Linked DNA regions of Hordeum vulgare: region 2 is linked to region 1. A link is a contact called in public Hi-C data. All regions are on one chromosome and are shown on one strand. Each heading gives the region's core, a stretch centred on a gene start, on an enhancer-like site or on the middle of the called end of the contact. The rest is flanking DNA. Distances are from core to core; before and after follow the strand shown.

Evidence for each region. A called contact is a pair of places that touch in the nucleus more often than the background predicts.
Region 2: a Hi-C map of leaf shows a contact between it and region 1, with 10 times the contacts expected there. The contact joins two enhancer-like sites. A contact is called at or near these places in 2 of 6 Hi-C or Micro-C datasets (both in leaf) and 1 of 1 datasets of contacts at active chromatin or transcription factors (embryo).

Annotation. Positions count from the first base shown.
Region 1 is chr7H:586,481,750-586,489,173 of MorexV3_pseudomolecules_assembly, reverse strand. No RefSeq gene overlaps it. Among protein-coding and RNA genes, the nearest start is that of LOC123413175, 44 kb to the right of the region's middle. Within about 2 kb of position 1,828, at least 1 of the 3 cell types and tissues checked has open chromatin away from gene starts, as enhancers often do.
Region 2 is chr7H:586,673,093-586,679,942 of MorexV3_pseudomolecules_assembly, reverse strand. It overlaps the pseudogene LOC123413276. Among protein-coding and RNA genes, the nearest start is that of LOC123411476, 66 kb to the left of the region's middle. Within about 2 kb of position 4,587, at least 3 of the 3 cell types and tissues checked have open chromatin away from gene starts, as enhancers often do.

The DNA.
Region 1 (7,424 bases), core at 579-3,078:
GTGAGTGTTGAATGTGGAGCACCGAGGGAATGATGACATCAGCCACAGTAATGTGTCTTGTAACTCTTTCGTGGCACTTCGCACGGTATTATTTCGCGTGGTAAATGACGATTTTTATTTTTTGCAGGCAAACAGTGGCAAACCGATTCTGTTGTCTAAATCCCATTTGAAAATCTCGGAGCTAACATCGGCAAAAGAAAAATTCTGAAACCTAGAACAGTATAGAATGTTATGGAATGTTGAGTGGACGGAACATCAGTGCGACCGTGAACAACAACATATCAAGCATCCACTTTACCCCAGCTCGATGCTCTTGTAATAGTTCAACATTCAACCCAAGTTATCAATCAATCTCGAACAACCGAACCAACAAAAATAGTCTTCTGAGTGGTATAAAAAATTCACTGAAATTTCGTCCATTTCGAGGGTGAGCGAACCTTGTATGTTTCGCTCAGAAAGTTTTGGTAGTTTTAAATTTTTATGCTAGACAAGGACTTTGATCGTTCTATAGTAAATATACCTTTCGGTAGGTCATTATTGTTCTCCTACTCACTAGGTCTAGAGTTTGATTCATGGGCCACTTACATTTCTGATTATTTTGCACCCAATATATTTTTGTCAAAAAGTTTGACCTAGCTACCTTGACCAGTTAGTAGTTGAAAATGGACTAACCATCAGGAAAAGAATGAATGATGTCTACGTTGTGCGGCTACGCCTTCTTATCTAGTTGTTGAAATTCAAATTTATTCAAAAAACAAAATTTAATTGATCTCACGAAATTGTTTGGAAATTTGGACTATTTTGAGGGTTTACAAATTTCAGTCTCACACAATTGAAAACTGCAAACGCAAACAGTAGTCAGAGACACCAAGTTAGGCTGTTAGCTAGTTAGGGACCTTAGGGTATTTTTATTGTTTGCCAGAGTAGTGATTAGCACTGCTTCTTGGCTCATGTTGTTTCTGAATCTGTAGTGATCGTTGTGTGTGCATGGGGTACTATATAAGGTAAAATCCTGATTTTTCTTGCTACAAAGAGATGGCATCAGAATTGGCTTCAAGTTCTGAAAAAAGTTTACATCGGTATCATCAATCCAGTAACAGTTTCTGATTTGCTATTGTTCAAATCTGTGAATAAATCCACTTTTGATGCATTTACTAACTTGGTAATTGGACTCGGTTTGCATCAGTTGGTAATTATCCTCAGTATGCATGAATCCACTTTTTCTGTGATGTCTATTACTATTCCAAGAATTTTCCAGTTTGCATCAGTTCTGAAAAACAGTAACCTTCTGGTTAATCAACATAAATGTTTTGATTCCCATGTTAACATTGCTGAGAAATTATCTGGTAGAAAATCTGATTGATCAAGCTCATGCCAAACTTAACAATGTCAATTGTAGGTACTGTTTTTAGAGGTTTTCTTCATGTCTTTTTTTTGTTCATAGATTTTTGCATATACCCCTGACGGACTGACCTCAAGATTCCAGCTCATGATGGATCTGTGTATGAAAATGTCTCAGGCATAAACATGAAGGATCGAGGAATCAAGCAGTGGACCGTGGACTGTACTTCGTTTGTGTTTGAAATTTTATTGTAGTTCGTGTCATTCCGATGAGATGATTTTTAGATGCGACAAGTTCGAAACCTTAGTTTGATGTTTTAAGTTAGTTGTTATACCCAAACTGATCAATAGGAACTACGATACATCAGTAATACATCACTTTTAGGCAGCAGCAGGAGTATTTTGTTTGAATACAATAGTTTCAACTGAGCCTAATCATTTATGTGGGATGTGGGATGCCCACTTATCCTGCGGAAATTATGTGGGCACATGCGGGCCTCCTGCTTAACCTATATGGCAGATGTCGGGCGGATGCGGGCCTCCCATGGATTGTCCCACTTGCAGCATGAACCCTGCCTGCTTTTCTACTCGTCTATCCCAGCTAGTTCATTTCATCTAGTCACCATATGATTAATAATATTTCAATCATCAAACATTATTAACTACTGATTAATCTAGTGCCAAGATTTGTTCAGCTGTCCATGTCGCCATCTTGCACTACATAATTATCAGGTTTACGCGCATGGTCATTTTCTAACTTAATACATTGTCATCATGCTGCCGATTAATAAATTCATCTTAGCACATACGATCCCTATCATGATCCCTATCTTAGATCAAAGACGCACCGCAAAGACAACTTCAATCTGCTGCCCTTAGGTTGACACATTAATCTTCCAAAACCATGACTTTTACTTAACTCGGGATTCAGCATGCCAAGTTGCACATCAAGAAAACCGAAACGAATCCTTTTGAAAGAAGTATACTAGCACAAATTCTTTTGTTGCAACAGAGAAAAGATAAACATGCATTGCAAGTAGACAAAGGTTTGAACTTTGATAGTGGACGGTATAATGCTTCTATTCTTTCACTTTCTGCAGTTTCCAGAGATGAAAACGACTGTCAATGTGTCCCAGGATCGGTTTACATCTGCAGTGTATTGTTTGTATTTGAGGAAAAAGTTTACATCTGCAGTGTACTGTTTACATTTATTGTGTATTTGATAGCCTGTATATAAATACAAACAGTTTACATCTGCAGTGTACTGCTTACATCTATCAGTATGAAGAAAAAGATGTAAACGGGGCAAGGCCTCCTTTTTGAAATTTTTTTTACTGTGTATTGTCCCGGGCTGCCAATTTACATCTGCAGTGTACTGTTTGTACTTGATAGTCTAATCACATCTATATGTTGTCACGTGCATTTTTGTGAGGACGATTTAGGGAGCACTATCGGCAAGCCAGCTTGGGCACCCGCGATGCAGGATACGCTAGCAGTTTGGTGCGCCGCCAAGCCAATGTTAGTGCTAATCTTGTTACATGGTTTGGTTCAGATATTACACTAGTCATTAGGTGGTTGCATTAGTTGAGTAGTAGGCTCTTCATGTCACGTCTAGTTATCATTATTCTTTGTTAGCTAGTTAGTTAGGCACGAGCCGTGCATGCATTTGCATGGGCATGATGAGATGCATCCGTTTGCATCGGGCTGTTTCCTTCTGTTTAGCATCGCGTGGTAGACACGTTCAGGAGCTCGTGGGATGGCACGAGCTAACCGGATCGTGGCGCGTTTGTAGGATCCCTACAAGCCACGTTTTCCCTTCTGTAACCGAATAATGAGAGATAGAAGTATAAAGGAAGAAAAGCCGAGAAGGAAGTTAACCGGCACAAAAAAATTCTCTCGTGTGGGTCTCCCTGTGTTTCCTTCTCCACTGTGTACGCGTGTGTTTCCGGCCTGTGATCCAACAGCCAAAGGCCGTGAGAGCATTTGTCACCCTATTCCTCTGGGAAATGTGGAAGCACAGGAACTCTATAGTGTTTGAGGGTGCCTCACCCTCGATCCATGTGGTCATCAGGAGGATTGTGGAAGATGTCTGCAAGCTTTTCATAGACACTTCGCATATTTTCCTTTTCTGAAACCTCTCATGCCGAACTAACTACTTGAACAAGTATCTAGCAAAGATAAAAAGAACCGTCCAACACAAACTGTCCATGCATGTCTGCAGTTTTGCTTCTGACGAGTTTGAGCACCAGAACCCAACAATATCGTGTCCTGGCATGGATCCTCCAAAGCGGATGTACTACCCGAGGTGGTCTCACAACAAGAATACTACTAGCTTATAAATAAAGGAGAAGTAATTAATATTTAAAGAGAGGGAACCTAGAAGTGAGTACAAAAGAGAGTGAATGGGGCAATGCAATTCTTTATACGTGGGATATGGTGGTCCTATTTCTATTTAACAGTCGTAAATTCACAATGACAAAAGTTTGGTCAGGATGGATGGCAGGGCAGAAATGGTCTAGTAGAATGGTAAAAAGTGGAGGAACCATTTTTTTGGGTGCAAACATTGACAAAAGCTTTACATGCTCACAAGTTCTCATACTGAAAATACATTCGTCGAAGTCGTCGTGCCAAAACAAACAAAATCAGCCCTCCAAAATGCTTTCAAAAATAACACTTTGGAGCATCAATTTTGTTCTTTTTGCCATGACTTTCACAAATATGAGTTCAGTTCAAAATGTTGTGGGAACGTAAAATTTTTGTCAATGTTTAACCAAAAATAATTCATATTTTTTTCGGTTTTACTTTTCACCGAATTTGAGCTCGAGATAAAAATCTCCACTTCCCAAATACATTTCCTTCCTTTCTTAGTTCAAAGATCAAATGCTTGTAGTTAGCTTCTCTGGATATTCTATTTATTATTTGAACTATTTGAAATATTCAAGATAGACATATAGAGAGTGATTTTTCTACACCCCTGCTCAGTGCACCCATGCAAGAAAACATAGCAAAATATTTCAAAAAATTCTGAAACTTTATGGGTATGATCAACAACAAATGTTACGGGCACTTGCAAAATTTGTCGGTCAAATAACTGTCAAGGAGCTCTATAAAAAAGGCAAAATCATTGAAAATTAGTCAAATTGTCTTGGCCTAGCTAGACCAGGTCAATGCGAGCTACGTTAACGACTACGTGGCCCTGCAAACCAACCTGTGATTGGATGGTTAGAGGGACAGTTGTATACCCCAACCCTTCAGGGTTCAAGTCCTACTGCTTGCATTATTTCTGGATTTATTTCAGGATTTCCTGCGATACACTTTCAATGGGAGGAGACTTTTCCGTCGACGACGAGGCGCCTACGATAACTTTGTAAATCTCAAGATGATACGCCGGCTCAGTCTCTCAGAGATTCTCATAGAGATAGGATGTATGTGTGTGCGTTATAGGGTGAGTGTATACGCGTGTATATAAGCGCTTGCATCTGTACTGTGTTAATAAACGACCATGTGGCCCTGACTGGTGGGGCTAGGACGTCAAGTTCGCTGTCAAAACACGGCCAACCGATCAGTTAGTGCTTTCGATTACTTGAAATCGTGTTTCTGACAAACTTTTATGTAAACGGTGTTATTTCGCACCGAGCGACGCAATTGTGATGGTTTTTGGCAATTTGGTTCTTTAGCTAAACTTTTTTTTGAACCGGTTCTCTAACTAAACATCCCAGCCAGGCAATAGGATTCTATCTCATCCGAAGTATAGCTCATATGAGCAAGGCTACTTGTTTGGTTTATTTGCCTAGCCTCCACTAAACCACGATCACAGCAGCAGTTACTGGCTTGATAGACTTGTGCTCAATTTTTGCCGATGGAGGCGAGCCAAATTGGCTCTCCAGTCCGGGCATGGATTTTCTAGCCTATGCAGGCTAGTTTGCTAGGCAAAGCTAGCTTTTTTCTATTCCACCAAACAGCCATCCTGGCTCGGCAAGGCTAGAATTAGTCTTGCTTGAGATCCAAATGCATTACTCCTCTCTAACCATCTAACTATAGGTTGATTCGCTGCACATCAATGAAATTGAAACCGTTTTTCCTTGCATAAATAGATACCATAAACACGTGGTACAAGTAAAAAGCCCACCCTGGAAAAAAAGAAGTAAAATGCCCTCCTTTGAACTTTGATGCAGTTGAGTCGCAGCCAAAGCAAGGAAAGCCTCTGCATCACAATACACATGGAGAAAGGTGTAACAGCACCCGGGTGCCTAGGCATCCTCTATGAACAGTAAAATCAAAAAAATAAAAAAAAATTCAAAAGAATCTGAAACTTTGCAATATATAAGATGGTCAAACTTTGTAGGTTCTTACAAGTTTTCATGTCAAAATATCATGTAGGGAAAGGTGTATGAACAAGTTTCAGATTTCAGTGTTAAAAGAACTTAAAATTTGAAGTACTAAAAAGTTTTTCCTCCATAGAGCTTCTCAAATGTTTTTTTGGCACGAAAACTTGCAAGCACCTAGAAAGTTTGATCATCTTTGATCTTGCAAAGTTTCAGATTTTTTTTATTTTTTTTCTATTTGTTTTGATGTTACTGTTCATAGAAGGTGCCTAGGCACCGGGTGCTGAAAATCCACTCTCATACACATGACGGAACAAGAAGCACGACGATTCCATATGCAAGTACCATAACGAGTTCATGGACAAGTCCTAGTGATGCTTTTCTTCTCCGTATGTTGCTCATGGAACAGCAAATGCAGCAACAATGCTAGGCTCCGAAAGCGACGCATAAAAATTATCGGCCGTCTCGTCGAACCTTTTTCAGTTCTTCGTAAAAAACATTTTGTAAAATGAAGGAAATGAGAGGATGAGAAGGAAAGCAACACGTGACATTAATGGTGTCTCCAGATGCAGAGACATGAAAAGATGGAGTATATTTCATTATCTGAATTGTAAGTTCAGACCCAAAAAAATTATGTCCTGCTCACCAGCGTACGTTGGATAAAAATCAAAGTATCTTCACTTGCTCTATGTACGGACATGCAACATGCAGTAGTGACTTCAATCATGTGCACTCTCTACAAAAAATCATATTTTCGTAGGAATTTGTACTCACTTCTTGTCTACCCTTTTATTTTAAATACCCATTTTACTTTCATGTATAAGCTATGGTTCCCAATGTAGTATAACCTTGACAGATATCACATACTCCATTCGTTCTTAAATATGAAGACGTAGGTAGTTCATACTAAAATATTTAAAAAGCATTATATTTAGGAACAGAGGACGAAGTAGGTTATTGCGGGACTCATGCCATCGTAGGAGAATGTTGGGTCCTAGTGTTCAACCCCATCATAAGTAAAACTATGAACATGGCAATTCATGTTGGATCCGTCATAGCGAGGAGCTGGAATCGACACCCAAATTTGCTATGATGGTGACGGGGTGGCGGCACCGGCGAGCGTTGATGGAACCGACACACTCTTTTGCTACTACTGGCAAAATTTTCTGCTGCTACCAGCAATCCGAGGGCAAGTAGATGTTTCATGAGCTCGCTGATGGATTGCTGCAACCAGCGACCAACATCACCAGTGTTACAGTATATGTGGATTGCACTAGCCCTTTTCATCAATTCGGACTTTTGGTTGTGTTCGCTAGTGCATGAAGCTTAACATGGTATCAGAGCTAAGATCTTGAGTTCAAGTCCTGGATTTTGCAGTTTATTCAAAAATTGCTGCTCTTGAGCCATATCTCTGAGTTTGTCCATGTGTTGACTTGCCGCGTTACACGTGAGAGGGGGTGTTGAAGTGTACATGTAGATTGCCTAGCCCTTTTCATCAGTTCGGACTTTTGGTTGTGTTGGCTACTGCATGAAACTTATCATGGTATCGGAGCTAAGGTCTTGAGTTCAAGTCCTGGATTTCGCCATTTATTTAAAAAATTGCTGGTAGCCCCCCTTTGTGTCCACGTAGAGGCCTTTTGAGTCATACGTGAGTTTCACGCGCCGGTGCTCTCTTCCGGTTGCACATGTTTACTTGTCTTCCCCGTCACACGTGAGAGGACGTGTTACAGTATATGTGGATTGCAGTAGCCCTTTCCA
Region 2 (6,850 bases), core at 3,338-5,837, 190 kb before region 1:
GAAATCGATATCCCCATGTCGAAATTTCACCGACGACACCTCAAAAGACGCTATTTCCCCGGGAGATATTTTTACAGGACCGAACGACTGAAGATACTGTTTATGCACATACGTACCAAATGCACATACATACCAAAAGGAGTTCACGGAAAATGTCACGAAAAGCCACTACGATTCTTTTATCCTTCATACACTGATCTTGGAAAGTGACGCCACGTGAAATAGTGTCTCGTGGAATCTCCTTTTCTTCTTTCTCGGTTGTTTATGTGACAAGAACTTAAAGCAGATTGATGAGAACGAAAGCGTGGCCCGTCAACCCCATCCCTCTCCTCCTTTCTCATTTTTCCTGATTTCTGTTTGTATGTGTTCTTTTGTTATTTGTTTTTTGTTGATTTTTTTGGGATGTTCGGTTAGCGTAAACGTATGCACAGCAATACTATTTAATATGTGCAAAAAATTGCACTAATATATAATTATTGCTTGCGTACTCCAATAGTGCAATTCTAGTTCAAAGTTCTGTGCAAGTTTTTAAAACTATTTTCGTTATCTTTGTTTTTTAAAGAGTATTACCAATGACACAGATTCTTTATTTATTATAAAACCTTTTTTTGAGAATATTTATTATACAAATTTATTATTCCGATTTTTATTTAATTATTTTTTCTTATTTAAGGGTGAAACCAATGCCATTAATTCATTTCTTGTTAGTTAACATTTTTGCCAAAAAATACTCATATTTTCGTGGTGACAATCTTTCTACGAGTCAAAACTCAAAACCAAATCCATGTATGCAACTCACGCATAGGAAAGTGAATGAATAAACACGGGTACATATAAATCCTCTTCGAAAAACCCATTTTCAAATGCTAAAATAAATCTGGAAAAAAGTTGCACGGTACGTCTCCATATTCTATTTACGTGCATAAAGTTTCACGAAAAAATACCCTCTTTTATGGCTTGTGCAAGAAGGAGAAAAAATTGTGTTCGTGGAACGCCATTTAGAAGAACTTAGATTTGTCTTTTTTATGGAGACAAAATAAAAAGATATACTTTTACAAAACTTCGAGCCGCTCATCCATATTTCCGAACATGTATGAGTGAAATACTTACTTAAATTTTCTAATATTCTAAAACATGCTTAAAATGCATTTTTTGAAAAATAAATTTATATGCCCAAGGGTTCTGAACGTGACCTTTCCTCACGCATACGGCATGATACAACTGCCCATTGCCATGCTCACGCACGACGAAACCGCTTCCCTCTTTGCTCCTAGACGGTTCCAGCCGATTTGCAGGTGACGTTTTCGTGTTTCTACCCCTTTCTCCATTGCCGAGGCTGCGGGTCCTCGTCTCCTTCGTCTGCCTCTCCGATGACGGATGGGGATGGGACCCCGACGATTTTATTCTCGCTAGTTGGAAGGGCTGGTCATGTTTGTCCGTGGGGCGTCGTTTTGGTGGTGAGGACGACATTGCATCCTTGGAATAAAAAGTTCTTCTCTTCTTCTCCCACGTCGACGACGCATTCACTGGCGGCGTCGAGGAGAAGGTAGCCAGGTCTTCTCGATGGTCTTCGGATCTAGCGAGTGTAAGTGTTGTTGGTTGGTGCTCGGTGTCCTCTTCGACGGTCGCGAGCTCGGCCTGTGTAGTTGTGTTTGGGGTCTTGCAGTGGGATGCGTGAATGGAGGCACGACGTTTCGCTTCTTCAACCGTGTTGGATGAAGTTGATGGCGTCGAGCTCTAAAGGACACCGAGATGAACCCTGGTCGACATGCCACAAAGCCTCGGGTCTCGTCCCTCGTATGCGAAGGTGCTCCCTTAGATCTTGGTATGGTGGATGTTCTTCTTTTTATCTCGCGTCGCCGTGACGATGGTGGTAAACAAAGGTGGACAACGATTCGGCAAGACACAAGGTTCTCTATTAATAAAATTTTATTTTCTCTTGCTGTGAAATTCTTGATAAAAATGTAAATTTTTTGTGTATGTCTCTACGTATATACTCTGTAATATGTTTGTCTAATAAAATATATGTGGTTATTTAAAAAAAAATGGTGTCCAACAGCTCAAACGGCCACCAACCAGCCAAACCCTTCACGGCACCAAACGGCGTCAGTCTTGGAATCTCCTTTTCCTATCCGCACACGCCACGCGTGCCGTGCCGTGGTTCTTCTTCCTTCCTCCCACCGCTCCCGTCCGAGCCGGCTCGGCTATAAATTCCCCGCCCCCTCCCGTCTCCTCCCCACACATCCGACCCAATCCGATCCAGTCCCCTCTCCGATCTCGCCGGGAAATCTCCTCCGATCGAAGCGAAGCGAAGCCTCTGTCCTCCTCTCTCCTCAAGGTATGCGATGCGAGCCTCCGATCTCTTCTCCTCCTTCACGTCATGTGCGTGTTGATCGGTTGTTGTTTTGAGTAGATCTGTTGGTCGAGGCGTTATTGCCGTTGATTGATTATTACAGCTCGTTCGGGTACTCGAGGTTGACTAGGCTCGGTTGTAGTTAAATCTCTCTGGATTATGCCACGATTTTCGAGTAGATGTGCCGATTCTCGTGCGGTTGCTGTTGGGTCGCTTCATCTCGTCTAGTTGTATAGTTGTATTGTTGTGGATTTATGATTAATCTTCTAGTAATTTTATGGATTTATGATTTTGTACCGCTCATGATACACCTTCGTGGTGTTATTGGGATGCAATTGCTGTTAATTCGATTAATCTGTCTAGTTATAGGTAGCTAGCTTCTGATTTTGTAGCCCTGATAAGTTATACACCTGTGATTTGCTAGCTTTGTAGTTTGGCTTTGTAGTATCCGTAGTTGGCTTGGGCATTGATTCAACTCCTAAAATCATGTCGGTTTGCTGATATTGCTGTTGGTTTCTAGACTTCTTAACCAGCTTCTCGGTACAACTAGATTACTTATGCTAATATATATTACTTACTTTGTGCAAGTAGATATGCTAATATATAGTCCTGCTAAAGATTTAGCACTGCATGCTCTGTCAATCCATTGGCTTGTTGTAGTGGGGCAGCTCCTGGGCAGTTCGCTCTCTAGCTGGTTTCATCTCTGTTGCAATTTCATCTTTGTGGCATGGTGGTGGCCATCTGGTTGTTCTATTGTTTTGACGTACTGCACATATCCCTGTACCATAACTTACTCTGGTTATGTCTGCTTTGCTTTGTATTTACAGATGCAGATATTCGTCAAGACCCTTACTGGCAAGACCATCACCCTTGAGGTCGAGTCCTCTGACACCATCGACAATGTCAAGGCAAAGATCCAGGACAAGGAGGGCATCCCCCCGGACCAGCAGCGTCTAATCTTCGCTGGCAAGCAGCTCGAGGATGGCCGCACCCTTGCAGACTACAACATCCAGAAGGAGTCCACCCTCCACCTGGTGCTCAGGCTTCGTGGTGGTATGCAGATCTTCGTCAAGACCCTCACTGGCAAGACCATCACCCTTGAGGTCGAGTCCTCTGACACCATCGACAACGTCAAGGCAAAGATCCAGGACAAGGAGGGCATCCCCCCGGACCAGCAGCGTTTAATCTTCGCTGGCAAGCAGCTCGAGGATGGCCGCACCCTTGCGGACTACAACATCCAGAAGGAGTCCACCCTCCACCTGGTGCTCAGGCTTCGTGGTGGTATGCAGATCTTCGTCAAGACCCTCACCGGCAAGACCATCACCCTGGAGGTGGAGTCCTCGGACACCATCGACAACGTCAAGGCCAAGATCCAGGATAAGGAGGGGATTCCACCGGATCAGCAGCGTCTCATCTTCGCTGGCAAGCAGCTCGAGGATGGCCGCACCCTTGCGGACTACAACATCCAGAAGGAGTCCACCCTCCACCTGGTGCTCAGGCTTCGCGGTGGTATGCAGATCTTTGTGAAGACCCTCACCGGCAAGACCATCACCCTGGAGGTTGAGTCCTCGGACACCATCGACAACGTCAAGGCCAAGATCCAGGACAAGGAGGGCATTCCACCGGACCAGCAGCGTCTAATCTTTGCCGGCAAGCAGCTCGAGGATGGCCGCACCCTTGCGGACTACAACATCCAGAAGGAGTCCACCCTCCACCTGGTGCTCAGGCTTCGCGGTGGTATGCAGATCTTTGTGAAGACCCTCACCGGCAAGACCATCACCCTGGAGGTTGAGTCCTCGGACACCATCGACAACGTCAAGGCCAAGATCCAGGACAAGGAGGGCATTCCACCGGACCAGCAGCGTCTAATCTTCGCCGGCAAGCAGCTTGAGGATGGCCGCACCCTTGCGGATTACAACATTCAGAAGGAATCCACCCTCCACCTTGTCCTCCGCCTTCGTGGTGGCATGCAAATCTTTGTAAAGACCCTCACGGGCAAGACCATCACATTGGAGGTGGAGTCTTCGGACACCATCGACAATGTGAAGGCAAAGATCCAGGACAAGGAAGGCATTCCCCCGGACCAGCAGCGTCTCATCTTTGCTGGTAAGCAGCTTGAGGATGGCCGTACCTTGGCGGACTACAACATTCAGAAGGAGTCCACCCTTCACTTGGTGCTCCGTCTCCGCGGTGGCCAGTAGGCTCCTGGCCATGGAACTGCTTCTGTCTCTGGGTTCACAAGCCCCTGTCCATTATGTGTCCTCCAATGGAGTCTGTCTCTGTCTACCGTACTGTGATGCAGTATTATCGTTTGTATCTTTGAACTTCTGGTGCGCAGCAGCTTTGGTGAACTATGAAAAATAAGTGAGCCCAGGATTCGGTGTATAATTCTGGAGGTCGAGTCTTCGGACACCTTTGATAACTCTGCCTGATGTTTGCTGTTTTGTTATACGGTGGTTTCTTGCTATCTTTCTGATGCATTTGATCTCTGCTTTTGGCACATGTTTTCTGGTTGCTGACTGGTGCAAGACTTGATAAACGGTTCGGCATTTACCTTGTCGATATTCGCAGATAAATCTGCGGGATCCAACATATTATGGCTACTTCTGGTACATCTCCTATTGCTTATGTGAAATATGGATGACATGGCTTACGGGTTTGCCATGTTGATCGATCCTGATGATACAAAAACCTAAGGTTTCTTAAAAACCTCGTCGATAAATTGTTGATTGATAAAAAATCAATAGATTGGCCGTTTTATCGATAGATCGGCCGATAAGCCAATTTATCGTCGATAAATTGTTGATTGATAAAAAATCAATAGATTGACCGTTTTATCGATAGGTCGGCCGATAAGCCAATTTATCTCTTATCTTGGATCGATGATAAGTTAATGAAAAGCGATATCTCAACAAGTGTATCTATACATTTTTCTGATGGATGATATCGGTGCAAATTATTGGTGTGTAACATTTTGGACAATGTAATTTTTCATTAATGCAAAACTTAAAGGGAAACACTTGTTATCTATAGTCTGATACGTTGAAGTGGTTTGATTGTGACCAAGTGGCCTTTTGTTGTTTACAGGGAATGAAGCCGAGTGGCCTATGTTTTGTTGGAATGTTGTTTCATTTTCGTTTCAGCAATTTCAGGTGCTCGATTTGTCCACTTTTTAGCAAAGGTCATGCTGAAATTTTCCGTGAATTTTGGCATGACTTTTTCTACAAATTACGACATATCGAGTGCCTGAGATTTATCGCACCGGGAATGAATCAACGTTCCTGCAAAACATAGGAATTTTTTATGTCATTATTCATTTTATTAGGTCTAGAATTAATTGACTAGATTTAATCGTGGGAAACATGGCTAGCAACGATGAAGGACAAGTTTTTTGTGATTGCAACGCCTACGAGGCGGCATACGCTTATTTGAACCTTCTCGACGAGCAATGGTTCTTGCGGGGCCCACCTGTCACATCCGAGACTGAGACCGACATCAAGACCGGCGCCGAGACTAGCGCTGAGACCGAGATCGGCACTGAGACTTGCGAAGCCCGTATAGAACCGAAACCGAAGAGGATACGACGCCCAAACAAGCTCATCAGTACTAGACTGGTGGTCGCGGAGGTAGACTCCAACAATTTTGAGCCAAACTTGCTTGCGGAAGCGCGCGTGCAACGACAATCAAATAGGCTGCATCCTACGGAAAACCGCCACCATCAACGATGAGAAATTAAAGAAGATAACAGATATGAAGCACCTCCTTCTAAGGAAGCTGCACCAGGTATTCTTGTTCCCGGGCCGGGATGAAAAAAACTATACTCATCCAGATAAAGACCGGGCAATGAAGAAGATAAACAAACGCGCCATGGGCAACTTAGCGGCACGTTGTCCTCCTGGAAATTAAGGATGAAAGCAAAGATCATCGACAAAAAGAAACCCTACTCAGAGATTGTAAAGGATAATCCGACAATTACAGAAGAGGTGTTTGAAATATTCAAGACGACTTGGGTTATCGAAGCTGCCAAAGGAAAGTCAGAGTACTGTTGGCTTTGGATCGCTAGATAAAAACTCCTAGCTAGGACGTGTACGTGCAGCAAAGCTATAACAAGCAAGCAAGCTAGCAGCTTGATGGACGCGACACGACCTGGTAGAAGCTAACTCGACCGCACTGGATCGAATCAATCTCTGATCGAACGTCAATAGAAAACTATTTTGATGGTGCGTAAACTTGCACCTTTTCGTTTATTTCTATACAGGTCCCGTCCAATGCGCTGCAGGACTCGGCAGCCAACACGACGGAGATCCTGATTCATACACGAATCCGGTTTTCAAACGTAAAAACAAAAGGACTAGCACTAGGACTAGACTAATACATGACTATACCTAATACTACAACTACAACTATATTAATTCTTACATTCACCTTCTTAATCTGGTTGCTTTGTCTCCATTGCTTGCACTCCGACTTTCTTCCTCATCTTGATGAACTTCTGTC